2 separate regions of the Podarcis muralis genome follow, and region 2 is linked to region 1. The links are chromatin contacts, called in public Hi-C maps. All regions are on one chromosome and are shown on one strand. Each heading gives the region's core, a stretch centred on a gene start, on an enhancer-like site or on the middle of the called end of the contact. The rest is flanking DNA. Distances are from core to core; before and after follow the strand shown. Region 1 holds the start of RGS20 (regulator of G protein signaling 20). Region 2 holds the start of RB1CC1 (RB1 inducible coiled-coil 1).

The links. A called contact is a pair of places that touch in the nucleus more often than the background predicts.
Region 2: a contact with region 1 is called in a Hi-C map of blood, with 1.9 times the contacts expected there. The contact joins the promoter of RB1CC1 here to the promoter of RGS20 in region 1. A contact is called at or near these places in 2 of 3 Hi-C or Micro-C datasets (blood and tail).

What each region holds. Positions count from the first base shown.
Region 1 is chr8:38,972,059-38,977,971 of rPodMur119.hap1.1, forward strand. It overlaps RGS20 (regulator of G protein signaling 20), which reads right to left and starts at 2,557. Exons shown (of 6, transcript XM_028736964.2): 1 at 2,464-2,557. ATP6V1H (ATPase H+ transporting V1 subunit H) reads left to right here and starts at 2,596. Exons shown (of 14, transcript XM_028736963.2): 1 at 2,596-2,709.
Region 2 is chr8:39,231,995-39,237,907 of rPodMur119.hap1.1, forward strand. It overlaps RB1CC1 (RB1 inducible coiled-coil 1), which reads left to right and starts at 3,133. Exons shown (of 23, transcript XM_077933025.1): 1 at 3,133-3,498.

The DNA of each region.
Region 1 (5,913 bases), core at 1,307-3,806:
CCAGCTCCATCTGGTACGCAGGCTGAGACCCTACCTGCCCACAGACTGTCTTGCCAGAGTGGTGCATGCTCTGGTTATCTCCCGCTTGGACTACTGCAATGCGCTCTACGTGTGGCTACCTTTGAAGATGACTCGGAAACTGCAATTAATCCAGAATGCGGCAGCTAGACTGGTGACTGGGAGTGGCCGCCGGGACCATATAACACCCATCCTGAGAGATCTGCATTGGCTCCCAGTACATTTCCAAGCACAATTCAAAGTGTTGGTGCTGACCTTTAAAGCCCTAAATGGCCTTGGTCCTGTATACCTGAAGGAGCGTCTCCACACCCATCATTCAGCCTGGACACTGAGATCCAGTGCCAAGGGCCTTCTGGTGGTTCCCTCACTGTGAGAAGTGAGGTTACAGGGAACCAGGCAGAAGGCCTTCTCGGTAGTGGCACCTGCACTGTGGAATGCCCTCCCACCAGATGTAAAGGAAATAAGCAACTACAGTGGTACCTCGGGTTACATCTGCTTCAGGTTACATGTGTGTCAGGTTACAGACTCCGCTAACCCAGAAATATTACCTTGGGTTAAGAACTTTGCTTGAGGATGAGAACAGAAATCATGCAGCGGTGGTGCAGCAGCAGGAGGCCCCATTAGCTAAAGTGGTGCTTCAGGTTAGAAACAGTTTCAGGTTAAGAATGGACCTCCAGAACAAATTAAGTTCTTAATCCGAAGTACCACTGTATCCTACTTTTAAAAGACATTGGAAGGAAGCCCTGTTTAGGGAAGTTTTTAATGTTTAATGCTGTATTGTGTTTTTAATATTTGATTGGGAGCTGCCCAGAGTGGCTGGGGAAACCCAGCCAGAAGGGCGGGGTATAAATAATTATTATTATTACTATTATTATTATTCCTACTCACATTGAAATACTGCCCCTCAATGAGGCCAAACTTAGATTCACAAAATGTTTAGGGGTATGCGCACCCCTGCATCCCCCCAGAAAAAAGCACTGACTACAGGAGTTTGCAGATGTAATCTCAGAGCCACTGTCTATAACTTTTGAGAATTCTTTGAGAACAGGTGAGGTCCCTGCAGATTGGAGACAGGTAAAATAAAACCCAAGTAACTACCAACCAGTTAGCTTGATGTCAATACAGTGGTACCTCGGATTAAGAACTTAATTCATTCTGGAGGTCCGTTCTTAACCTGAAACTGTTCTTAACTTGAAGCACCACTTTAGCTAATGGGGCCTCCTGCTGCCACCACGTGATTTCTGTTCTCATCCTGAAGCAAAGTTCTTAACCCGAGGTACTATTTCTGGGTTAGCGGAGTCTGTAACCTGAAGCGTATGTAACCTGAAGTGTATGTAACCTGAAGCGTCTGTAACCCGAGGTACCATTGTACCAGGAAAGGTCCTAGAACAGATCTGTATATGAGCACTCAGAAAAGAATGCTGTGATTACTACAACCCAGCATGGGTTTCTCAAAAACAAGTCATGCCAGACGAATCTCATTTCTTTTTTGATAGAATTACAAGCTTGGTGAATCAGGGGAATGCTGGGGATGTAGTGTATCTTGATTTTAGTAAGGCTTTTTGACAAAGTCCCCCGTGATCTTCTTGCAGAGAAGCTGGTAAAATGTAGTCTGAACAATGTAACTGTTGGGTGGATTTTTAGCTGGTTGAATGACCAAAACCCAAAGAGTACTCCACTGATGGGGAAAAAAGTGACAAGTGAGACGCTTGCTATTGTTCAACGACTTTATAAATGACTTGGAAGAAGGAATTGAGGGGTGCTCATCAAATTTGCAGATGATACCAAAATGGGAGGAGGAGCTCCCATTTCTGTCTGCCGCAGAAGACAGAATTGGGATTCAAGATGACCTTAACAGATTGGAGAACAAGACCCAAACTAACAAAATGAATTTCACTAGGGAAAAATGTCAGGTTTTAAGCAGCTGCACAAATATTAAGATGGGGGACCCCTGGCTTGTCAGTAGTACACGTGAAAAGGATCTAGGGGCCTTAATAGACCACAAGATGAACGCGAGTCAACAGTGTGATGCAGCAACAGCAAAATAAGCTAATGTTCTTTTAGGCTGCATCAACAGAAGTAACAGTAAGAGATCAAGGGAAGTAACAGTACCACTCTTCTACCTTGGTCAGACCACACCTGAAATGTTGTGTCCAGTTCTGGGCACCACAATTTAAGAAGGATATGGACAAGCTGGAACTTGTGCAGATGATCAAAGTTCTATGTTTGTGTACGTGCGCGCGCTGCGGGGAGGGCGAGTGCATTGGAGGTCATTGCGTTACTAAACTTGCCACGGACCAGGCTATATAATTGTTTTATCACAGCTGCCTGCAAATGCTCTCTTAAAACTCTCCCATTAACCCTCCAATAACGTTAGAAAATAAAAAGAAAAGCGTCCTGTGACGCTGGAAATAAAAGTTGCGTCTACACAGCGTTCCAACATACCGGCCCAGCACGCTCGCCCTCGCCGCGTCCCCCGCCTCCTCTTTTGGCCAACATTTCCCGCTTCGCGAACGGAGCCTTCCGGGGACCCGTAGCGTCGTCCTATCTCGGCCGCTGTTGTTGTCAGCTGAGCGCAGTCACATGACCGTGAGCCTCGGCTGTCCCTCTTCTGCTTAGCTGCTGAGTCCGGGTCACCCGTTGCCGCTGCGGATTCCGGGGACTTCATCGCCGGCCTACGAAGCGAAGGAGGTAAGTGAGGCCTGCAGCCCCGGGAGCGGGACAGGGGCTGGAGCGGAAGGCCTTGGGGTGGGGCTGGTGGGCACCGGGAAGGGACAGGCGCTGCGCCCGCTTGCCTTCGGGCGAGCATCGCTGGCAAGGAAGCTGCGCGCTGCCCAGGGGACTCAGCTGGAACTCAGGGAAGGCCGCCTCGTTCTCGCCTCCCGGGCTACCCACGTACCCGCTGCCCGCAAAAGACTCTCAGCTAGGAAAGCTCTTGCGGATTCCCAGCATCTGTTTAAGCGACGAGTGATTATGCCGCAGGGAAGGTCACAAGCAGAGCAGGGTGGTTCTCTATTATCTCCAGGCTCTGGTACTTGGGAGGCATTACTGAGGTTCTGGCTTTTGAACCCCCTTGCTGTTGTGGCTAATCCCAGCCTTTGCTAGTCTTGGAATCCATGAATTTGATTGCTCTGCTGCACTCTCAGCTATTGGGCTAGATGTTCTTTAAGTGGTGCAGAAAAATAAGTGCCAAGATGGAGATGCTGCTGTGCATATTTAAAACAGTGTTTCCCAACCGGTGTTCCGCGGCACACTAGTGTGCCGCCGGACGTTGCCTAGTGTGCCGTGGGAGTAGTGGCGTAGCGTGGGGGGTGCCAGGGGTGCCAGTCGCACCGGGCGCAACATCTGCGGGGGGCGCGAGTCCAGAGGGAAGGGACAAGTTCCTTCCTCCGCCGGGCTCCCCGCCGCCACCGCCAGCCTTGCGCCCTAGCGTGCGCGCCGCTGCGGCTGCGCTCCACTCACTGCTCGCAGGAGGAGCAGCCGCTGCAGCAGCGCTGACACCGCCACCGACGCCTGGCCGGGCACGGGCAGCCTCCGCACCCCGACGCCGACGCCATCCCCTTCCCCCTTTTTTTCCAGAGCTGGGGGAGGGGGAGGTTTTAAAAGGGGGTCTTGCATTGGCGATCCTGCAGCACTTTGGGCCGCACGACGCGAGCGCGCAGCACGGATCAGCCACGACCCCACCCCGTGCATTTCCCGGGGAAAAGTGCTCCACGTGGGAGGCGCGTTTCCCCTTCATTCCCTCTCGTGCAAATCCTCCTTGGGTTCCCTCCCCCGTCTTTCCTCTCCCTACCTCACAAAAGCCTCACCTCGTCGCCTCCTCGCTGCCTCTCGCCTCCGCAGGAGCGTTTCCCTCCGCGGAAGAAGGAGCAGGGCGCTTTTGCAACTTTGCCTTCCCCGCCCCACCACGGAGCACATTTTCCTCGCCCCCCCAACCCCCGCATGTAGAATAGAAGCCCTCCAGCCTCCACGGTGCACAAACTCTCCCCTCTGCAACGAAGCGCTTTGTTGCATATCTTTGGTGAGGTTTTTAGGCAGTCTTGGTGCACCTTAAATCAGCGCTAATTGCGCCTGGACGCAGTATTTACTTCTGAGTAGGCCCCCTTCTCCCCCCCCCCCTAGCACCTGACGTTGCTATTCGTATCATCAGGTTTGTTTGTTGATAATTTAATTGTTTTAAAAGCATCATGCTAAAGAGCTCTCTCCCACCCCCAGACCCTTGGGCAAAACAGAAACACACACATACACAAACACAGAGATTGAGCCCTGCAGGTTTTATGAAATGAACGGATTCTGAATGCCTGTTTCAGTGGCTTGTCCGCCTTAGGCTGCTGGGCCAGACACCTGTTACACGGTGCAGTCCGTAAGCTGTGAGCGCTGCTACCTGCCGCCGAGACCACGTAACGACAGTCTTGAAAGACCTACATTGGCTCCCAGTACCTTTCCGAGCACAATTCAAAGTGTTGGTGCTGACCTTTAAAGCCCTAAGCGGTTTCGGTCCAGTATACCTGAAGTAGCGTCTCCGCCACCATCGTTCAGCCCAGACACTGAGATCCAGTGCCAAGGGCCTTCTGGCAATTCCCTCACTGTGAAAAGTGAGGTTACAGGGAACCAGGCAGAGGGCCTTCTCGGTAGTGGCGCCCGCCCTGTGGAATGCCCTCCCATCAGACATCAAAGAGATAACCATTACCTTCTATGCTGTTACTATTTTTTTATTTTTTTTTTACATAAGTAAAAAGTGACTTTTCCCCATCTGGCATGGTGGTGTGCCTCGAGATTTTTTTCATGAAACAAGTGTGCCTTTGCCCAAAAAAGGTTGGGAAACACTGAAAAAAAGCAAAACAGCACAGGGCCACTCTGATCTCGGGATGGGAATTGTCTAGTTATTTCAGTCTTTCTATAAGAGTTGTTTTTCTGAATCTTGCTGTCCCTGAGCTTACTGAACCATTAGGTTTTCTCTCACCACTTCGTTAAATGTTTGTGCTCCTTGTAATCATACCAGTATCTTGCTTGGTACTGCTAATGACTTTTGGAGTACATATAGGAGAACTTGGGTTGTATGCTAGATTGAAAAATGGTTGTTCAACTGCCTTCATCTGAGGCAAGACTTGATCTTGTTGACACTAACATAGAGGGCAGAAGGAAATGTTTCATCCAATAACAGTCATTGCATGTTTCCAGTGGAAAGGAGGAAACAGTTTATATGGTTTTTGTGTGTAGGCAAATGGTCCTGATGAAGTTTGAACAGGTTCAGTCAGGCTGAGTTATCTGATGTTTATGGAGAGTTCTGCCCTAACAATGATTTAATGCATTAAAAGCTCAGGCAGCTTGTTTTGGCATCAGAGTTGGACTAGGCCAGACACCCCCTAAGAAAATAGAAAGCAGAAGTGGTGAAGGTCATTCATTCTGGTATTCAAACTATACTTCCATTCTCTCTCTCTTTTTTTAAAAAAAGTGTCACTTTAGGATGATGTTCAGTGCAATCTTGTTCATGCAGCACAGTCTTGTTCATGCTCGAACATGTGCTTACAGCTAGAAAGTGTGTATAGGGTTGAAAAATTGAAAAGTTACTCCTTAGCTGGAAAGGGGAAGTGACATTGGTTATAGGTCACAGGAAGTAGAACTCAAGTTAATTCTTAGCTTCTGGGCAAAATTACTTGCTGCCTGAAACTGAGTTTGGTTAGCAGCCTGAACCTTATTTGGCAACAAATCTACAATCTCAGATGTGCAGATCATTTTTGGAACCATGCCCATGTCACATAACACTGAATAGTTTATGATAAATGAAAGGGCATTCTGCACATTTTTTCTTGTGTTGTTGTTGATTTATTTACTTACTTACTACTTTTCTAAAATGAATGAGCACTATCAAAGTAAACTATAAAAGTGTGATAA
Region 2 (5,913 bases), core at 1,883-4,382, 260 kb after region 1:
ACATGTATACTTTACTGCTTTTGCTTGTGTAATTAAAGTCTGCAAACATATTAGTTTCTCTTGTTATAATTAAATATAGGATGGATCAATTTGAAGACAGGAACTGGGACTGTCTGGGCACAGGTAGTACCCTAATAGTCCTATTGTGGCAGAAGTTAAACAGCATTTTTTAAATTGTGCAGCAAATACAAAATAGAACTAATTATGAACAATTACATATAATTATATACCTATAATGAACAATCACAGAATAACCAGTCTTCAGCAACCATGTTCCTTTCAGAGGTTTTAGACTACAGCTCCCATCAGCCCCAGTCAAGCATGTCTACACTGACTGGGGATGATGGGAATTGTAGTTCTAAACACCTAGAGGGCACCAAGTTGCCAAATGATTATCTCTAAATCAAGACATGGAACTTACAGCACACTCCACTGCTTTAAAATTAATGATATTTTTTTTAGTAAGAAAAAGTGAAAGAACTTGTCAAAGTGGGGCAATGGGATAGAAGGACTGTTTTTTAATCAGCTTTCCCCAATCAGATGCACTCCAGGTGTTTCGGAGTACAATTCCAAACAGCTCGGGTCATCTGGGGCTGATGTGGGTTGTATTCAAAAACATATGGAGAGCACCAAGTTAGGAAAGCCTAGTCTAGACTGACCCTTAATATAATAAGAGGGTTACATCCTAACATGCCTTGCTTCTTATCCAAAAGAATTCTTGCAGCAGCTCATATACTTGCTTAAACCTATCTATTATTTGCTGTCTTGCCTTGCCCTCAAATCCCATGTTATTTAACTCAGTATTGCCAGTTTCCACAATGTGATCATAAACTACACCTTAAGCAACATTTTTAGCAGGCACAAGAGTAACACAAAGGCTGCCTTGCAAAAACACACTGAGACATGACTGGGACAGAATAGATCCCACAAGGGTAGTTTTCTAAATATGTAGCGATATGGCAGCTCTGTAGATGACAGTCTGTATAGGAGAATCACGCACATGGGGAAATGCAAGACAACTGTAACAGAGTTGGGAATCTGGATATGCACATGAACACACACACACACAAACCATTTCTGGAAATAGCAAATGCGAGATGTGTGTAGTGGGGACATAAGGCAGGACAGAGGAAGGACAAATATCTTCATTGGTCCCTTCCTGCACATAGACACCGACACACACCTGTGTTTTCATAAACACACAGCAGAATCCTCCCATTTTTAACCACAGCATAGCATGCCTCACAGTCACACACAACTTTCCTCCCTGATGTGGGCATACACTCCTCCCTTGCTTGGGCAGGATGGCATATCACTCCCTCACTATCTGCCCTGAGCACACTCAGTCCAAGAGGACAACTGGCAGGCAGGTAGTTTAATTCTTTATTGATAAGCAGGAATTTACAGTAGCTCCTGAGGTGCACTCAACATGTACACCTGTGCTTCTGGTGGCTAGGTAGCTGGCACCTTTCCCTGGGCATGGTAAAGCCATAGTCCAACTTCAGGACTTCAAAGTGCTAAATCACTTGTGATGTCAGGTTTACTGACTGGTGGGTGGTCTGTACATCAAATGTAGCCTGCAAGGCTAGATCTGAGAAGGATCTGGCCTGTGAAGTCATAAAGGTTCCCACTCCTTGTCTAAAATGTTGTCTATGGAGCACTGAAGAGTTCTGAACTGTTAAAATGAAGGAATTTTTTTAAATAAAAAACTAAATTTAAGCTTTTAAAGAATCCTATTTGGCTCTGCTTTAACAAAACAAAACCCAGAGCTCTTCAGAACTCTGCACATAGCATTCTAGACAGCCTCACATTGTAAGCCCTATTGAAGACCTATATAGCTTACTGGAGGACTCCAGTAATGACCAGAAAGAAAGGCTAGTGTGATGCCTTCAAGTTATTTTTTTTTTAATGTAGAGGCAAGAATACACATCACTTGGCCACCTCTGAATTTCTTTAAAGTTAGAAAGATGGGAAAACCCACTCTTCCTGTAAGGGATTATTATTTAGGAAAGTGAATCCTTTTTACTTTCCCACCACCCCCGGACCTATTTGTCTACTATTTGGGAGACTTAATCCACACTATAGGGATTCTTGTGCCAGCAGATTTCATCCAGTTTGACCCAAAGGGAAGTTATTGTGTTTAGATTCCCTGTTATAGCGCATGAGGAATCAGATATTGTTTTATACAGAATAGCTCATTAGCTGAATTCAGATTGGAAAAAGAACATAGAGTGGCTCAAAAACAGACCAGAATTGTGAATCTTGGGACCCAAATGTTTTCATTTTTAACCAAGAGACGGCATCCTTTTACATTCTCTTTAAATGAAAGCTGAGGGAAAATAAAATATAGATCAAATGTTACATAATAGCACCTTCAGCTCTACAAAACAACACCCACTATTCACAGTGTCCTAATTTCTAATTAGGTAACCTCATGCCTCAGGACAGCACTAATTTATTCAGCTAAATTGGTAGCCGTAGATTGTGGACCCTTTGGTCAAGGACCCTTGTTGCTTGAGGCTGCAAGCCTAACCATATATATTTAGAAGCAAGTACTGTACCATTGAATTCAATGGAGCTTACTCCCAGCTAAGTGGGGTTAGAATTGCAGTCCTGGAGTCTTACAGGAAGGTATTCATATGCTGAATGGTAGCAATGGGGAGTGTAAACATATTTTTTCCTGTCCACAAAATTTCCCCCTCTTTCTTATACCCTTGGTTTCTACATTGGCACTTACAGTCATGGGGGAAAGAAAGGGCATCTTCTTTGAATTTTGTGGTTTTGTGAAGACATAAAAACAATCTCCTTTAGCAGGACTCAAAATTAGATAAATACAACCTCAGGTGGACAACAACACATGACGTTTACGTCGAGTCACCGCCCAGCTACGCTTCTGCTCCTGGTAAAGTCCCCATTTCCTTTCCTTTCCTTCTTTTCTTTGGGGGTGGGGAGGTGAGGAGGGACAATTTCCCTCTTCAAAAACCGACCCTTCCAGCATTTGGAAGGGGAAACTATATGGACCTCCCCTTCTTAGCAGAGGAGGAAGTTTCCGTGCCACTCTATCCCGCGAGTCACCGCCTCTCTCTATGGTTCCTCCTCCTCCCCCCTCCAGGTCCTCCGGCTTGTGCCTTACCCAGCGTGCACCGCGGCGGAAGAGAGTGACGACAATAACAAACAGCGGCGGCGAGGGCTGCGCGTAAAGCGAGCGGGGGGCCCTGCGAAGGAGCGCCCGGAATCCCCGGCTGTGTGGCTTCCCTTCCCCTCGCGCCACCTCCGCGTCTCTCTCCCTCCCTGTTCCTGTCAGGGAGCCCCGCCGCCGCCGCCGCCGCCCCTCCCGCTCTTGTCCTCCGGGCGGCGGCGCCTGAGCTTGCCCTGTAGAGCCGCAGCGAAGGGGAGGAGGAGCTTCCGCGGCCGCCGGTCACCGGCGCGGGATGGTGCGCGGGGCCGCCCAGCTGTTGCTGCCGCTGGTGCCGCGGCTGCTGTTTGGCTCTCCTTCGGGTACGTCGGGAAAAGGGCGCGGTGGGGGAGCGAGGCGGCCGCGGCAGTTGCTGCTGTCGCCGGGGCGACCAAGGCCCGCCTTCCTCCTCCTCCCTTCGGCAGGGGAGGGGCGAGGACCCTCTTTTCGCGACGGGGGGTGGGCGCACCCGCTTGCGAGGGCGGAGCCGCCGCCACCCCCTCAGTCGGGGTGGGGTGGGGGGTTATCTCCGTCCGTGGGCCAAAGAACCTTGAGGTTTGGGGGCTGAGAGAGCTGGGGCTCTCCTCGTCTCCCTCCCCGCCTCTGGCCCGCGGAGCTGGGAAGGGGGACCGGCTCGTCCTGAAGTTAACTCCGAGGGGGGATGACTCAGCCCATCTGCGCTTCTCGCAGCCCCGCCCACAGCACCTTGTTGCGAAAAAGGAGGCAGCGTGCTCCGAGGGGGTGGCTGGGGTGGTTTTGTTTTCTTCTTTCCTCACCCAGGACAGCAGGCTTATTAACTAAAGCTTTCATTCGCACGGATGCTAGCGAAGGATTTCTAGTTTTTTTTTATTTTGCTCCATCTCCTCCACCCCCAACTTTCCCTCCCCCCCTTCCTCTTGCGCTGAAGGCCCTGTGTGAATGCCAAGTCACATTGGGTCTGAATGGTCTTCTAAGTTAGGTAGGCTTGGCCCAAATTGACTGTTTGTGTGGGTGGGTGTCACTGACTGGGTGATATTCACACAAACCAGGCAATTGCCTCTTGGTAGGCTTCGCTTATGTTGTAGGTTTGAGCTTGTTGACAAAATACACATAAGCATGCTGTTACAAGATGAAATGGTTTGGGATAATTAAATGGCAGTTTGGTAGATAAGTATAATAGAACATTGTATTTCATTGACACCATAATGTATTTCATTGACACTGGGTCAGGTGAAAGTAGATTGGTTTAAGTGATATGTAGGTTATGCTGAACATGTTATGAAAAGTTGGTGTGTAGTAAATCACTGTAATCCTTTTTTTTTACCGTGAATACTACAAAAAGTTTATTTTTTCTACTGTGAAGTGAAAGCTATTGGAACATCTGTCAGTGTGAGTAGCATTGCAACTGCTTTTATTTTTAACTTCAGACACTGGCTTTGCAAAATTTGCTGCTATTTCTTTGTGTCCTTAAGTTTTGAAGCTTTGAGGTGCATTGTAGGTCTTTCCCAAATGTAGAATGTGAAGAATAATAGCCTTGCCAATCAGTGTTAACAGCAAGCAGAGCAATCCAACACCCCCCTCCTCTTTATGCTGGGTGGGGGTTGCATTAGGTGGAGGTGTTCCTCTGCCCAGCTCTTAGACCTTCTGCTGAGTGGGTGGCAAGCTGTCTGCTGTTGCTCAGGGGTGTCAGGCCCAGTTATTGTGTCCCCACTTTCCACTGTGTCCACTGAGAGTGGCAGGGCTTCCATTGTGGCAGTGGCTCCACTGCTCTGCAAAACCCCATTGGCAGGAGATGGGAGTTTGGATTGCACTCTTTAAATTTAGTTTTATGAACCTGTGAAGCATAGTGTGGTGTTCACATGAGTGCCAATGATTGGTGTTTCTTTTTGTAAAACTGTTTAGTTGACAAAATATTTATTGGCAGTGTGGACTTAATTTTTTTTTTATTTAGAGAGTAATCATCTTTCCTCCTGTATATAGTATTAGATATTTATTTAAGTTTAAACCTACAGTAGGACTGGGCAATACCTGGTTTTGAGCACCATGATACATCCACCAACTAAACATGGCAATATATTGATATATCATGATGTCTGAAATAAGGATGGAACTATGTAAAGGCAAATAGTCCTACAATGTATTTGGGAAATCAAGAATTTAATGTGAACTGTCGTAAGAAAAGTTCCCTGTCACAGTATTGTCTTAATGTAACATAGAACAGCACATAGCAGTTACATAACCAACTACTGCTAGCAGTTAGTGAATCTTAGGTGTATTAATAGGGCAAGGGCTGCATTCAAGTATCTCTTGGATTTATTTTTTAGGGGAAGGAACTTGCTTGTACCTGTGTGCTTATAGTTTATTGATCAGACATTTTAGTCTAGTGCTGAGGTAGAAAGTATTTAATATGTTGGTATTAAAGTATTCCCATGATACAGGAACACACCAGACAATGATATAGCCTCATGAAATTATGATTTCACAGTTGTGCCATGCTATAGACTCCATTGGCTTCATAGTTTACATTATCTGTACTCATAGAGGGGTATAGGTATCATAGTTGTGAAGTATTTCACCTTAATTTGTGATGTACTTGTTTTTGAACAGCTCCAGTATATCATTATGAGAAGCTAATGCTCCATGTAAGGTGTTTTGTCCTATGTATTCTCTACTGGTTTGATTCTCATTAGGAATCTTCATGGACACCCTATGTGGGTCTCCTTTATGGGGGTCTTATTGAGCAACCCTATATATACTTT